Linked DNA regions of Mus musculus: region 2 is linked to region 1. The links are chromatin contacts, called in public Hi-C maps. All regions are on one chromosome and are shown on one strand. Each heading gives the region's core, a stretch centred on a gene start, on an enhancer-like site or on the middle of the called end of the contact. The rest is flanking DNA. Distances are from core to core; before and after follow the strand shown. Region 1 overlaps Spag16 (sperm associated antigen 16). Region 2 overlaps Spag16 (sperm associated antigen 16).

What was found. A called contact is a pair of places that touch in the nucleus more often than the background predicts.
Region 2: a contact with region 1 is called in a Hi-C map of the C2C12 cell line, with 2.3 times the contacts expected there. The contact joins two enhancer-like sites. A contact is called at or near these places in 12 of 484 Hi-C or Micro-C datasets (the AML12 cell line, the C2C12 cell line, the HL-1 cell line and 5 more).

Annotation. Positions count from the first base shown.
Region 1 is chr1:70,134,103-70,137,296 of GRCm38.p6, reverse strand. All of the region lies in intron 11 of Spag16 (sperm associated antigen 16), which reads right to left. Among named protein-coding and RNA genes, the nearest start is that of Gm23879, 180 kb to the right of the region's middle. Within about 2 kb of position 1,661, at least 22 of the 459 cell types and tissues checked have an H3K27ac peak or open chromatin away from gene starts, as enhancers often do. A contact at or near this core is called in the C2C12 cell line, the HL-1 cell line and tail fibroblasts, where this site is marked.
Region 2 is chr1:70,256,099-70,259,292 of GRCm38.p6, reverse strand. The region is part of intron 11 of Spag16 (sperm associated antigen 16); the gene reads right to left. Among named protein-coding and RNA genes, the nearest start is that of Gm23879, 300 kb to the right of the region's middle. Within about 2 kb of position 1,627, at least 8 of the 459 cell types and tissues checked have an H3K27ac peak or open chromatin away from gene starts, as enhancers often do. A contact at or near this core is called in the C2C12 cell line, the HL-1 cell line and tail fibroblasts, where this site is marked.

The DNA of each region.
Region 1 (3,194 bases), core at 412-2,911:
CCCTAACTGGGCTGCCTTGTCTCGTGTCATTGGATGAGGATGTGCCTAGTCTTGCAGTGGCTTGATATGCTGGGGCTGGTTGATGTCCATAGAAATCCTACCCTTTTCTTGAGAAAAGAGGAGGAGGCATGGATAGGGGGATGGGAGAGGAAAGAACTGGGAGGAGATGGGGGAGGTGAAGCTATAATCTAGATATGAAGTCAACAGAAAATAAAATATGTGGTCACCTAAAGCCCACATTTTTCTTTCACATGTGACCTCAGACTATAGTGTGTACATGTACAAGGTATAAGAGTCACTGTGCTAGAAGATTTAGAAAGGAAATAAAGAAAGGGCATGGTGATTTGAGAGAGTGGGTTCCATAGGCTCTTATATTTGAATTATTGGTCCTCAGTTGGGAGTATCATTTGGAAAGGATTAGTCAGTGTTGCCTTGATGGAGGAGGCATGTCACTGGCAGTAGGCTTTGAGTTTTCAAAAGCATAAGCCTTTCCTAGTTAGCACTCTCTGCCACCTTCTTGTGTCTCAGGATGTGAATTCTTATCTACTGGACAAGCACTATGTCTGCTGTCGTGCTCCACACGATGATGGTCATGGAGTCTGTTTGAAACTGTGAACCTCTAATAAATGGTTTATTTGATAAGTGCCTTGGTCATGGTATTTTTAGCACAGCAATAGAAAAGTAGCTAAGACAGATGAAGACGAAGATGGTGATAACTGGTCATGAGAAAGAATTATTATAAAATTTACTGTAAAGGGTATGCCACATTACACTTGGCTATAGCTTCATGGAAGTCTGGATTTCCACAGCTTTGGATTGTATCAAGAAGCCACATAAAGTGGTTGATTTATATACATTAAGTGTGTAAATGCACACTATAACGTTGATACAATAAATCTTCATAAAAAGACATTTACCAGGAACAAACCCATTGTCACACAAAGAACAACCATTTATCGCAGTTGATTTGAATGTGTTAATAACAAATTCTGAGTCAATAATAATGTGTGGGTGTCACCTTAAGGAATGAAATCAAATCCCTTCCTCTTTTTGTCACCTTCTATTTTTGCTGCTCTCAGCAAATGATGATTAAAACATTCAGCATCACTCTAGGTCAGGGGAAGAAGACAGTACACACTTTGAGATCACAGCTCTGCATTAGCTTAAGCTATAAAAGTTTCTTCCATGTCTAATCCAAGGAAGTAAGGTGTGTGGTTATATTGTCCCCTTAAAGGCAAACTGAACAAGCAGGTCGAGTACACAGTAGGATAGCAGTCTTAAGTGTTAAATGGCCTCAGGGAGTATGATCAACTCTGGCTATGAGGTCCAGCTGAAGTTTCAGTCTCTTAGAATGTAATAGACAGCACCACAGTTGATGAAGATGATTCTGCAGTCAGCTAACACCAGTCAAGAAAGAAGAGAGAAGAGCAAAAAGTATGTTTCTGTGTTGGTGGAAATCTACAGAGGTGGAAAACCATGATGAAACAAGAGATGGCAGCTGGAGTAAAGGCCTGGCTGCTGATTAATATGGGGTTTGGCAGCTCATTCATGGATTTCTTCCCGTTTCTCTCATAGCTTACCACTGACGTTCCACTGGAGCTACTGCTACCAGCCTGTCTCAGTTGTTCTTTTCCTTTAAACATTTTTTTCACTTAAGTAACTCTCTTTCTCTTATGATAAAAGATGGCTCAGTGGGGAGATGACTCAGTGGTAAGGCATGATTGCTGCACACTCTTGAACAAAGAAGTTCAGTTTTCAGCAACTATGTATCAAGCTAGGATTCTCACAACCATTTCTATCTCCAGCTTACATGAGCCAATATCACTTTCTGGTAAAAGCAGAAAATCTGGAATATAAGCACAGAACACACACACACACACACACACACACACACACACACACACCTATATCATGTATGCACACAGACAGACAAGCATAGGTATAAATAAATCAAAATATATATCTTAAATACAAAAATTAAAAAAAAATTTACTTAGAGTTAACCAAGATCTGGCCCCTGCTTATCACCGTGCCTTCTACTGGTTGACACACACTGTCCTCCCTCTAGACTTTCAATACTACTGGCAAGCTTTCAGTTTGGTTTGCTCTGCCTATGTAGTTGCAGCCACAAACCATGTGTCTTAGAACCCCAGGAATAGGTCATGTCATACTTTTGGAAGACAGAAATCCAAAATGAAGTTCCAAACAGGACTATGTTTCATCTGAGGTTATAAGGTAGAAACTCTTCCAGGACTGACTCCATTTCTGGTAAGCATTCCATAGCTTACAGGTGGCTGCTTTTTCACTGTGACTGTTTACCTACCTCTTCTATAGACATCTCTGTCCCCAACATTCATCCCAGAAGACAAAAGCCATACCAGAATACAGCCCACACGGACTATTTAGTTTTAACTTTGTTAAATCTTCATAGACTCTATAAGAAATTTTACATTCGGAAGTGGTAGAAGCTAGAATAAAAACATACATTTTAAAATGATTTTGAAGGTGGCCAAATCCAACCCATAACTTCCCTTATACTTGTGGAACACTGTCTTGTTGATGAGCCTTTATGCTCTTCTTCCTGGCAGCATAGCTCCTTGAGTCTTCTGATGCAATGTTCTACCTAGATATGAAATCCCTTAGATGCAAATTCAGCAATCACCTCAGATAGCAAAGTCTTTGACTGGCGTTATGCCAAGTCTCCCATCGTAGACCTTTCATAGACATTGGAGGTGATCCTTCATAGTACTTGTTACAGATAGTTTCTCTCTTGGATTATTTCATGTTTATCTCCCACAACAGTTTTTTAAGACCATGATCATAAGTCATATGTCTGCTTTATTTACCATTTTACTGCTTTAAATTTAGAATTCGAGGAACACTGTGTATGATCAGAAAAACAAGTGCATTACATAAGTTTTCCAGGATTTAAATAAACTTTTCATTAATGAATTCAGGTGGCCAAAGATTCCAAAGCTGCCTTTTAAATTTTTATTAGAGAAAAGACAGTAATTATGATCTGATCATTGGGCTCATTTTACTTACTTTGAACATATACTTTAAGTAAATCGTTAGTAAGTTGTCCTAACTCACCATGTCAGAGAACATTATACATGCTTTTGGGTATTAAATAACATGGATTTTGTGGTGATATATAAATCAGTACAGAACGCTGTGTGAAAAATCAATTCTGG
Region 2 (3,194 bases), core at 378-2,877, 120 kb before region 1:
GTGTGTGTGTGTGCGTGCACACACTTGTGTGCAAGAGTTCATGCACATTGGAAGAACCACCTGATTATGGTCAGCTCTCGACAAATGGTACATTCTCTGATAAAATTAATCTAGTGTAAATAACAACTTCCCACTCAACATAAGATTTCTGTGCTGTCTTTCACAGTGAAGGGAGCACTCAGGAGAGACTCCTTCTACAGCTGACGTTAGATTTACAACTAGCTCAGGAGGTGAGGGGAAACTGCTCCTTGTTGGGCTCTGGGCTTCCTCATGAAGACCGCAGGAGTCCTGTCCTCAGACTCTGGCCACATATACATGTCTCTCTACAGCAACATCCTAACTTTCCTTCCCCAAGATGTTTCCCAAAAGTTCTAATTAAGAAGAGTAATCTCCAACTTAATGTCTTCCCAGAACCTGTTCCAAGTGCCACATAGTCACATAGTGACTTTAAACTTTGAATATAAGCGTTCTGCTTTTCTTTAACTTACTATTAATTATAATTACAAGACACGAAGACAAAGGCCTTGTCACCTCATTCCCAACTTAATAAGCTTGTGACTAGTGTAGAAATAGTACGAGAAAACATCTTTGAGATTCAAAAAAAGAAGTTGTGGGTGCATGCTAATTTTGAGACTTAATCAAGCCATGTCCTGATGAAGTTTCCATGAAGTGTTTTGTTAAGCAATATACCAGGCACATTACATAAAACAATATCCTGTAGCATGTTTTTTAAATCTTTTTTTATAATAAGAAGCATTCTTCCAGACCACATGGTAGCTACTGAAATGCTCGCCTGTCTAAATCGAAAACGTGGCGTAGCTACATGGGATATTTTGGAGGGGATGCGTGTAGGTGTCTGGAGAACACTGCTAATTATCAGCAGAGTTGGTGACAGAAGCAGCATAGTTAGACTTTTCAAAGGGAACACTGTTATTCCCAAAAAGATTGTCACAAGAAAGACTAATTAGATACCCTTGTCTTCACTGTAGGTAAATCAGCTTTGCAAATGTTTCCTTCACTTTGGGTCACAGGCTCTAATTATTGCCAAACAGAAGGTGCAGAATTGGGTTGAGAACAAATGAATACTGAAATGCCTCATGCCCTATGACCTTAGGTAACCACTTACACACTTGCCCTTAAAGAAAACACACACTCATGGCTGCTGGCTCCCCTGTAGTTTGCCGTAACACACACACACACACACACACACACACACACACACACACACACACACACGCTATTCCCCTGATGATTGCTAGTCTAATAGTTTGCCGTAACACACACACACACACACACACACACACACACACACACACACACACACGCTATTCCCCTGATGATTGCTAGTCTAATAACTGCATCATATGTTTAGATATGCTTCTGGATAGGGACATTAGCTTTTCCCATTATTTAAACAAATATGTGCTAAGAAGCTATGGTGTAGAGTACAAAACAGACAGACAGGCTCAGTAATGCTCAGGGGATTATGAACAAGTAAGGGAAAATATAAAACCAAAATAAACAAAATTATCTAGCACAAAAGAACCAAAAGACAGTAATATGACCACGATCGGAGGAAGGAATTTCATTTCTATGACTCAAGAAGCTCTCATCGGAGAGCTGAAATTCCAACTTGAATCCGAGTGAGCAGGAAGAAGCTTCCTCAGAAGGCCTCAGGACAGAGTGCTGGGCACAGATGGCAGTGCAGAAATGGCAAGGCTAAGGAGAGCTGGTGCACTGAGGGTAGGTAGACAACTAGAGAGGCTAAAGGATGAGCAAAAGCAAGGAATGTGACAACCATTCAGATCAGGTCATACAGTGTCTTGGGGGAGGAAAAACAGAGATTTATTTATCCTATGATGATTGCCTGGTTGGGGGTGGGTATCTGGATATTGTTGATATTTCCCAAGTGTTATTATTATGAGATAGGATGAGAGACAGTATGATAAGGTGAGAGGTGGTAGGAGATTTGAGTAGTGAGGTCTAAAACAGGATAGATAGATGACTGGAGTCATTAAGGGATTTGGGTTGGTTTGCTGGAATTGGTCTTCCTAAGAATGCCTTGTTACAGAGCATGGAGAGAGATCCTGATTTCTGTGGCCTTATGTGCACGCTCACAGCTGTGCTGTCTACCAAAAGACCCATGACAGATTGGGGCCAAAGCCAGTATCATGTTTCTGATTCCCAGAACTTTGAAGGGATGAACTTCTGTTCTTTGAATATTATCCAGACTCAGCTATTTTCTGATGTCTGCATTAAATGGATGGATAAACCAGGTGAGTGGCATGGGACTGATGTTTTAAAGATATTTCTAGCTATTATGTAGAAAATGAGACTTGTGGAACAAGTGAACAAAGAAAATATTAGCTGAGAGTGCAGAGCCGTAACACAAAATAATGCATTTAGATCTATTTACCCTAGAGATGCTCATCATTAATGCAGATGCCACTTGAGTGGACTCACGGTTTCACCACTCTGCAGGAAAGTCAACAGCTAATAGAAACATATCAAATAACAGGTGGACTTAAAGTGTCAAGGTCCATGCAAGGAGAGTCATGATGTATGTTCACAGCATGCATCAAACTGTATACCTCATTTCATAAAGAAAGGACAAAAAACCTTGCACATTGCAACGAAATACACAAATTAAAATCAACCCATTAATAGTGGGTGATTATTTTAATTTCTCCAAAAGATAGGCCATCTGTACAAAAGCTAAGCAGTTCACAGACATAGATCTCAATAACATATCATACTCTGGGAGACAAAATAAATCCTAATAAATCCAGAAACAGAATACTTCCATGTATTCTATCTGACAATAATTAAATAAAATTTAAATTGACATCAAACACATCTCATGGAGATATAGATAATATACAAACATACATTCAGGAAGATTAAATAACTCTTTATGGTAGGATAAATGGGTCAAATAAGAAATCAAAGAAATGGAAATTTTCAGTACCTGAATGGAAATGAAAGCACTGTACTACAAAAGTTCTTGCCTAACTGAAAACCAGTCCAGTAAGAGAAATGTATAGTTCTAAGTGTCTGCATTCAAAATCATCAGGAACAGAACAAAATACAGTTAAGACTTGAAGGCCTGAAGAGACAACGAAGGGAAAATGGTTGGGATATATTATATGAGAGAAGAATCTATTAAAAGAATAAATAAATCCATGAGGGACACA